Linked DNA regions of Sparus aurata: region 1 is linked to region 2. A link is a contact called in public Hi-C data. All regions are on one chromosome and are shown on one strand. Each heading gives the region's core, a stretch centred on a gene start, on an enhancer-like site or on the middle of the called end of the contact. The rest is flanking DNA. Distances are from core to core; before and after follow the strand shown. Region 1 holds the start of zhx2a (zinc fingers and homeoboxes 2a). Region 2 holds the start of has2 (hyaluronan synthase 2).

The links. A called contact is a pair of places that touch in the nucleus more often than the background predicts.
Region 1: a Hi-C map of an unstated tissue shows a contact between it and region 2, with 11 times the contacts expected there. The contact joins the promoter of zhx2a here to the promoter of has2 in region 2. A contact is called at or near these places in 2 of 2 Hi-C or Micro-C datasets (skeletal muscle and an unstated tissue).

The regions. Positions count from the first base shown.
Region 1 is chr17:13,099,822-13,104,441 of fSpaAur1.1, forward strand. zhx2a (zinc fingers and homeoboxes 2a) reads left to right here and starts at 2,346. Exons shown (of 13, transcript XM_030393506.1): 1 at 2,346-2,765.
Region 2 is chr17:12,947,919-12,952,828 of fSpaAur1.1, forward strand. has2 (hyaluronan synthase 2) reads right to left here and starts at 2,002. Exons shown (of 4, transcript XM_030392695.1): 1 at 1,285-2,002.

The DNA of each region.
Region 1 (4,620 bases), core at 1,096-3,595, 150 kb after region 2:
TTAGCTACTGTTAGCTTTTTAGCTCAGTTAGCCTTGTTGCTAACTTGACTACCTTAGGATTGTAGACATTGCTGCCGATAACATGGCAGCTTTGGCTTACCAAAGAGGTTTTCAGGCCCAAGGCTAACTGGTTAGCATGCAAACTTCAGCAGATATCTTATTTTTTAACATAACATCAATTATTTCTTTACTTTCTGTTAATAAGTCTAGTTATTTTTTGTATGTTTTAACTCTGTCTTTTACGTATTGCACCTTTAACTTCATCCGATTAATGTACAAATCACGCACGAGAAATATGAGGTGGTTATTTTGTCCTAACTAGTCTAAACTACTTTGGCTTTCAAAGGAGAGGTTGGTCTAAATTGAGTGAACTGTGTGGCCGTGTGATCATCACTGCATCTTTGTGGATCAGAACATCTATTGGAGATAAGAGCTGACTGATCCACAGCACGGAAGGATTAAACTGGCAGAAAGAAAAACAGTGAACTGACATTCAGATTTAAGGGATTGATTGATCACTTTAACTCATTTATAATATAATTTTGAGGAAAAGGATCAGAGCAGGCAAGCTGACAACTTCATAAACTCTTCAGAGAATATTAATAATTTAAAACTTTCTTTGGAGGCTTCGATGTCGGGTCCGGAAGAGACATGAAAACATGAACTACACAGTCAAACATTCCTGAGGTAAAGCAGTCCTTCAAAACAAGGCTGGAGGAATACGCAGCTCTTGATCTTTCTTTTTCCCTCATAATATTGTTCAGGACATGCCATTTACATCTTTCCTTATATAGTTGTTTTCATCTAGCCAAGAGAATTTGACAGCAGAGAGAGCTACACACATCTAATAAAAAGATAAACTCAATTATTTTCTTATCATCTTTTTATTTCATCAAATAGAAAACTGAATTTTTCAACATTCACACAGAGACATGATATTGATAATGACACACACACACACACACATAAGCAAGCTTGGTATGATGGTTTTAAATGGTACCAACTACCTTATTTATTATAATAACCAATATGTCAGTGGCTATATCCAGCCAAAATATATGGCCAAATTTGCACCAATGATATTCAATTCAATCAACAAATAACTTAATTATAGTCTCTTTTATGTAATCCTCCACATGTGATGCATCCGATGCAGCGCAGCAGCAGTAGACCCAGAGGAGCAGGCCTGATTTTGGATCCAAGTGAACTTAAAGGGGCACTCCACCAATTTTACACATCAAGGTTGGTTTAACCCAGAGGATACTATCATTTTTAAGAAAGCCTGTGTAATAAACCAAAGCAAAAGACCCACTACTGAAGTGCATCATGTAAAGTGCAGGATTCAGTGTTTAGGGTCTACAGGTCAGCACATCTCAGCCTCTGCAACACCGATTGCAACTGTTCTTTTCTCACACAAGTCCCTCGACTTAACGTAAGAGAAATACTGAATTAGACCTCTTTAAGATAAAACAGTCGTGTTTTGTGCTCTTGAAACCTTGCATACCCAGAAAACACATTAAGTAACCAGAGTGAAATCAGCAGATTTGTCATCACGTTCATTTTTAAGTGACATGCCTACATTTGCAAAGTTATATTGATGCATTTGCTTTTTCCCTGAGGGCTAGAGAAAGACCCGTCAACCAAGGACTGCAGCAAAGCTGAGACCACATGTCAGCGAACATCAGTGCTGTTGAAGGGTCACTGAGCAACAGAATAAATACATCGAAGGGTCAGTGTGCTGGGGTTGAACCTGCACCCCGACCTCTCCGACAACCCACCCATCACTTTATTAAGATAACCCTTTTCTGTGTCACCTGGTATTTTTCCATACACGACCCCTGAGTCTCGTTACAGAAGCGTCACTGCAGTACAAACTGTGTACATGACTCCATCGCGGCTACATGGGGGCTGTGATGCATGCATGAGCCAAGGTCAGAATCAATTCTGAGGCAGATCCAGTGGAGGTCACTGTTGTGTGTGAGCTCACAGAGCAGCCAGTGTCACGTCAGGGCAACATCTCTCACCAACACGAACCCTGAGTATCACCTGACCCCAGACTAACCTTTGTGGGTCCAGATGTCATAGTGTTTGCTGTGTGTGGTGACAGGCGGTGATATGTGCTGTGGCTCCCCTATCTGCAGGCCAACCTCCACTGTGGAAAAGCACTGCAGCAGATCCACACCTCACATGCACACTGAGAGAGAGAGAGAGCGAGAGAGAGAGAGAGAGAGCGAGAGAGAGATGGGGGGCCGAGAGAGAAAGAGGGGTGGGCGGGGTGACAGGGGGAGGGGCGGGACCTTCGGGGTAACAAACGCCCCCCTCTGATACTTGAATATTCAATTAGCTGCGAGCAGAGAGGCAGGCAGGCATCAGCACAGGAACAACTTGACGGCAACAACGCGCCGTTCATTCATTATTACACCAGCAGGCACGCTTCATGGAGCCACCGGGACACGGAGTTGCTCCACTTTCCTCCGCCTGTTTCTGAACTTTTCTCAGCCGCGGCACCATGGACCGGCTATGGACGGACACCGGCGCTTCGGTACGGCATGCAAATACGTACTCTGACGTCGGCGATCATGTGGCTTTTGGCGTAGATCCTCCTTGTGATCGCCAATTTTTTCTTTCCTGTCGCCTGTTGTCTGCTCGGCTATTGGACCGCCGCGAGAGTGTTTAAAAAACAGATCGGGCTCGGTTCTTCGTCCACGCCAGTCGTCTCGGGCTCGCACCGCACCACCTGAGCATCGCGCCAAAACGGTGGGCAGGTAAGAAACGGATCAACTCTTCCTCTGTTTTTCAAACGGCTCGAGCACGAGCCCCCCTCCTCCTCCTCCTCCTCTTCCTCCTCCCTCAAAAGTCCCTCAAGTTAAAACTGCATGTAGTTGTGTATTTTCCGTGCCTCTGTCTCGCCTTGCTCAGCCTGTGCTCGGCTCCAGAACACCCACACGCCTCAGCATAAATATTTTAACTTGTCTAGCCGCATGAACTTTGCCTGCCCCTCGCCGTTTACACCTGCGTGCTCGCACAATGTGTCCGCCAAGTTGTTAATTGGACGTTTTCTCCCCCGCGTTCAAGTTTCACTTTGATACGTTGTGACCGCGGCGGGAGCGGGCGGCCGAGGAGAGACATCGTGTCTACTTTTTTTTCCTCCTCCTCCTCCTCCCCGTGTCGACATAACCAGCAAAACATGGCCGTCCTTTGCCGACATGTTGTTACGTCGATGGCGAGAGGGGGAACATTTGGGGAGAGTGTTTTTCTGCGCCCCTCTGTCACATCTCGGGGTTGGCCGGCGGAAACGGCGGCGAAAAGTCCGCACGGCCGCCGGTGGAGCAGCTCGCGTTCGGCGGTGCTCGGGTTCGAGCGCAACTTTTGGACTCCGGCGTTGTTTATAGACTTTGATTTGCGCGACTCTTGTGATGTAGGCGTAACGTTACCTCTGCTGATGCCTCCTCCCCTCCGAGACCGCGGCTCATACTGCATGAACACACACACACACAGGGCTGTAGCATAGGAGCTCACTTATATCCTGTCCTTGCAGCAGGCCTGTAGCTGCTGTAAAAAAAAAAAAAAAAAAAAGAAAGTCAGGCGTGGTTGTTTTCTTATTCAGAATATTAACTTTGCTTATGAACCCAGTGCCCCCGGACTGTAGGCAGCGTGAGCCAGCCAACACACTCTGCTTCAACCAGGAGAGGGGATGTGTCCCCAGTTAACCCAGTAAAACCTTCTTCTTCTGCTTCTTCTGCTTCTGCTTCTTCTTCTTCTTCTGCTTCTTCTTCTTCATCTTCGATAGTGATTACATGATTGATGTAGTTGTGTTGTCCTGCACAGCTTTAAGATGGCATTAGTGAAGTCACTGAGGAGAGGTATCAACATAAATAAATACAGCGTGAGGGTGAAACATGGCATGAACGTACACATACACATTCAAAATCCTTTATCTGTGTCATCGTTCTTAAGAAAGGGCCATTCCACTCCTGAAATGTAGGCCAATGTATATAACCTCCGAGTTAGTTTTCTGGGGGGTTTTTTCTGTCACTGTGGTGAAATGATGGGGCTCGTACAGGGTCATACGTTGTACAGGTTTATTACCGGCTGTAAAGTTTACGTAAAGTCACTGTCGACTTTCCAAGTAGGTTGAACGTTGCATGTCAGCATCAGAGCAGCGATCAATCTGTCCAAGCACCTTCATAATTTAGTTTTATTGCTTTTTGGAGATTTGCCATAATTTAGGCAGCATGTGAATCTACAGTAGAACCAACCAGAAGAGACAATTGTCCAAAATCCTGGGTTGGTAGGTGCTCATATTGACCCTGACTGATCCACATTAAACACAGTGTATGTGTCAATGTTGTCATAAGATTCAAAGAGTCCTTTGCTTCATGTTATTGACTTGCATGAAAATCATTCAAATCGCTCCCTGCAGTAGGAACACAAATGTAAATTTCTGGAAAAAGAGAGCACTGGTATCCCGACAAAAACCGCCATACATCTGGCATTTATAGGCCTGTAATTATATCCTATTCTCTATTGAACGTGGGCACGATAAAGGCTCGATCCCGGGTACATATTGGTGACGACGAGATTTAGAATGAAAATGACGAGCAAGGAAGACATTTACCT
Region 2 (4,910 bases), core at 752-3,251:
AGTTTAAGCCCCCACGTGAAATAAAGCGGGCTCTCCTCTCTCACTGATATATGAACACTGACAGTGGACTAAATGTTTCACTCCTTCCAGGTGGACATCAGCCTCCACCGTGTGAGAACAGATAACCCAGGTCAGTGGGAAGCAGATTCCACGCGTGGGATAAAAACCGTACTGTATATCATTGGTAAATGACAGGAAAGCTTCCACAACCAACTCACAGATGGGCATTCCTTGCGTGGGCTTTTATGTCTATCTGCACATTGATGGGTCCGAGTGGGCGGGTAGAGGAAGAGAGTATGTCAGAGGAGTGTGACAGATGTTCATTTGCATTCGGGTATTTGTCTGAAATGTGTTTGAGTAGGGGTGCATATGTGGAAGTTATAATGCCAACAGCTTGCAAGACATCTGTAATCATTAGCCTATGTTCTGAGGGCTCGCTGTTCAAGTGGCACCTGCTTTTAGTCATGTTTGCATGCATTTCATGGACGGCACTGGTCTGAACTTGGGAGGGGCTGGATTCACTGCTAAGTATTTCAATAAAGTACACTTCTGATGCCATTACTTAGCAAACAGCAATACATTGAGAAATATTTCCTAATTTACTCTTGAACACCGTGTGCGTAAAGAGCGATCTTTCACACCGGGCATCAAATTACGCCCTTGGACCATGAGGCACTCCTGAACGTGCCCAAATCCAGCGGTCCCATTGGCTCACGAATCTGAAAGGATGACGTACGGCTTGTAACGTCATCAATTTAGTTTATTCTCAGGGTACAATAACTGGCTCAGCAAAGACTGTGTGAAGTTATCCTGGCGAATTTCGCAAAGCTGGCACATCTGGAAAAGGAGGATTGCATACTTTCATGCAAGTTTGGACAAATTACATTTTTGAGACACATGTTTTCTTATTTTTTAAGTAATAACATTTTAAATGATCGCAATGAAATATCGCAATTTATTGTCAACTTCAAACGTTCCGTACAAGATATCCGCGTTTTTACGCAGGGCGCGTTAAGACGCATGAAGACGAAAAGCTACGCTAGTGACAGCTGGCATGAACCCAAATTTAATGCATCACTTCCTTTACAGAGCTTAAATATTGCACAGCAACCATATTATTTAAAGTATGACGGAAACCTCGTCATAGTTGTGTTAAGCGAGAGTTTGGCGAGTTTAAAAATAATTAATTAGCGTCTTAACCACTACAGTCTTCTGATGCAACATCTATCACTGTCTGTCAGCAGGCTGCGTCGTCACCAGACCAAATGGCCATTGGCCGCCTACCTTGAATCAGCTGTTCTCCTCTCGTTCGTCCTTGAGAAAGGATGCGGTCAACTCCGGCGGCTCTGGTACCGCTCCACAGGGAGAAAAAGTCTCGACAAAGTTTCAGAGGACACTTGTTTGAGTCTCATGAATCCGCTGAAATTGGTCCTCATTAATCAGGAAAAAAAATGAAATAAGACTCGCGCAGGCTCCTTGTCAGTTTGCTCAGCTGGATGAGCTCAAGAATATTCTCGCCTTCTCTAGTTCTCAACAGTCTGTCTGCGGTCATTAACTGTGCACCGCAGGCATCTGAGGTGTACAAACACAAGCATCGTGTCAGTCATCTTTGGCATCATTCATGTAAAAAAGTATACATAAAAAAGGAGCTACGCGAGGATGATAAACATCTTTCTCCATCAACTTCTGACAGTTTCATTCATTGTTTAAAAGTTTCTAAAAGTTACAACGAACAAAAAAAGCCATCAACTTTGTCAGCGTCAATCATATTGACATAGAAGAAGAAGATGAAGAAAAAAAAAAGTTTCCAGCAGTGACTCCTAACAAATCTGAGTCAGACCTTTTTGGGTTCTTGAGGGGCGTGTAGGTAAGTATGTCTAGTTTCCCCGAGCATCCAGGTTACACAGAGCGCAGAGAAGTGGCCAAAAAGTCTCTGTGCCGCTGCTGTCTAATGCCTTCCAGACGGCTGTGTGTGTGCGGAGTCTCCTTTATGGCTGCTGCGGCTCCCAAACCCCTTTTACCGGGCTGCAACAGATTGGCGTGTTGTTTTAATAAGAGGGGATGGTTTGGGGGGCATGAGGAGGAGCGACAGAGAGGAGAAGAGAGAGAGAGAGAGAGAGAGAGAGAGAGAGAGAGAGAGAGAGAGACTCACTCATCCAAACTCATTCAAACTCCTGAGGTAGGAGAGAGAGAGAGAGAGAGAGAGGTTGGATGTCCATGCCCCCATTCAGAGCAGGAATATGGCATGTTTCTGAGAGGCAGTGAAACCTACACGTTTAGTCTTCAATTAGCCTGTATACAGTGTGACAACTGGCCCCAGGTCTGATCTTTACATCAAGCCTGTAAATGTTGCCTCATATTGAGAATTATTCATATGATTAAGAGAAAATCGTCCACAGAGAAGTTACACACTGAGAGAACAGCTGGAAGCAGCATGCGAATCTGTACAGTCATCTACAGTCAAGAGGCGCACATAGGCACGTGGAAGCCAGAGTTTGGATGTTATGGAATTTCAGTCATTTCATTGATTCGCTAGTTCAGCAGTTCCCAACTTTGTCCAGCAGGCAGTGCTGTGTGATGCAGAACAGAGGGTCAGCAGGCACTACAATGTACAGTAGCTCCTCCTGAAAGGCAATCTAAAGGGAGTATCCGACTAAAAATCAGGACTCGTTAGTCCGGCCACCGTGAGTCACGAAGCGTTTGGCGTCATTATCAGGAACTCCTCCGCAATACCTGGAAAAGTCTATGGTTAGGAAACAAAGGCATTGTTGTCCAGTGGAAACCACACGTCTCCAAATATGGTGAATTTTAATTATTTGGATAACCTGGAGGAGTAAATGTTCTTCACGGTGTGCAAAGAAAATTTTCATTTGAATGTCTCAAAAAGCCATCGAGCTGAAAACAGGGGTGATTTCCTCGGTTTATGAAAAGCTGATGTTTTTGGGAATACATGGTTATCTCAGAACATTAGTGTATGCGTGAACCCAGTCAGTCTGTTCTGCTCATTGAAGGATTTTTACTCTCGCATCTTCACTTTGGATCAAATCGGTTAATGCACATTTGAGGATTTAAGATACGGAACAAGCGTACTGCATATTGTAATATATCAAAAATACATGTTAATATGATAACTGTACATTCAAATACTACAAGTGATATACTGATATGTATTTAAAAACATATGACTTAAATATATTTAGCATAATTGACAAGGTTATGTTTTGTATTTCTTTTTAAATATATGGTATTTTTAGAAAATAATTTAAAATATATCATTTGATAAGTTGAAATATACACTGCAGGACATTATTAAATATATATATCAATACATATGATGACACTAATTTGAACATAGGCCTGTGTCGACTCCTTGTTTCACTGAAAAATGATAAAACAAGGTGAAAGTAATCTCATTGTTTAAGTGACACAAATAATGAAAAAAAACCCACCAAATGGTTTCAAATTATATCTACACATAGGTGTCATTCACACTCTGGATGCTGACATGCTGCAAGCAACACTAGTGCTAAAAAGTTGCTTGCACCAAGAAATGGCGACTCAAACGAGACCAAATTTGTTGCCTCCCGCAATAATTATCTACTGACCTCATTAAACCCCCTCATTGCACTGTTGCAAATTGCATATGTTGAAGACGCAACACAAAGTGACGCCCTTGAATCTACATGTAAAGTGTATTTCCGCTGCTTAAAGGTGAGCATTCAATGATACAACAGCGATAGGTTGAAGAGGTCAGTGTGTGTGTGACTTCACTTTGTTGAATTGATGATCATGACTTTGAAATCAAATGTCCCTTCACCCGAATTGAGTCTTGTATACATTCTGAAGCCCGTTGAGGTGAACTTGTGTGCTGTAGTTATGAGCTCTATGAATAAAAATGACTGATCTGGACAATATGAACTTGAACCCAAATGGTTTTCCTCGTAACGACGTCATATTTCTTACAGACTCACATGATAAGCGTCCTGTTTGTAAAACATCACGTTCAGAACGTGAGTGTATACAAGTTCAGGTGATGAATGGAAACGGGGCCTGTAGGAAACCCCCTGTAGACCTGCATTGTTTATGTATGGTGCTGTAAAAACACACTGTTTCCAAGCTCCAGAGGGTCTCCCCCTGACTGTACCAGTCGGTGAGCGTCATTATTGTCACAGGGGCCACATACTGTTTGGAGCCAAATGAGACCTCTACTATTGGCTTCTTGACTGTTGTACGAGCTCATTTACAAGTATTTATTTAAAGAAGGAAATACACAATCACGTGCAGACCTAAAGGCTTCCTGGAAGGGGACGTAGAGTTAACATGGTGTAGAAGAAACGTGTCACTGGCATCATGGGAAACTTTCAAAATGAGGGCCTCAGTGAGTACTTAAAGGAGATTTTCCGAACATAAATAGCATCCATGGCAATGTACACATTTCGAAATACTACTTGGAGGACAGTAAGATATATTTTGGTGTCCAATCAAGTCATTTGGGACTTTTCTTTATCTGCTTGTTTGAGTATCAGGGCATTTCCCTCAGGAAACAGCGAGGGCAGATGGGAGCAAATGGTCAAATCTGAACATGCCAACAACATTATAAAAGTTGTGCTCTTGTTGCCATTTTGCTGTCGACGCTAATATTTATCAGTAGCCACGAGACCCTGTAGGCTAAGAATGAAAATTGCTGTAAGTCAAGTTCATTTCCATAGAACTTGACGTACTGCGCCACACACCTATTGTGTTGTCAGAATATCCATATGGGAACACATAAACTCTACACACGCACTGTGTCTACCACTGTGAGACTCTACAGGCAGGAAACAGCAGCAGATCATTGGGGAATATATTGAGCAATTATCCTGGGAGGTATAGTTCAGCTGTGGGCCTGTGTTCACAATAAATGTCACACA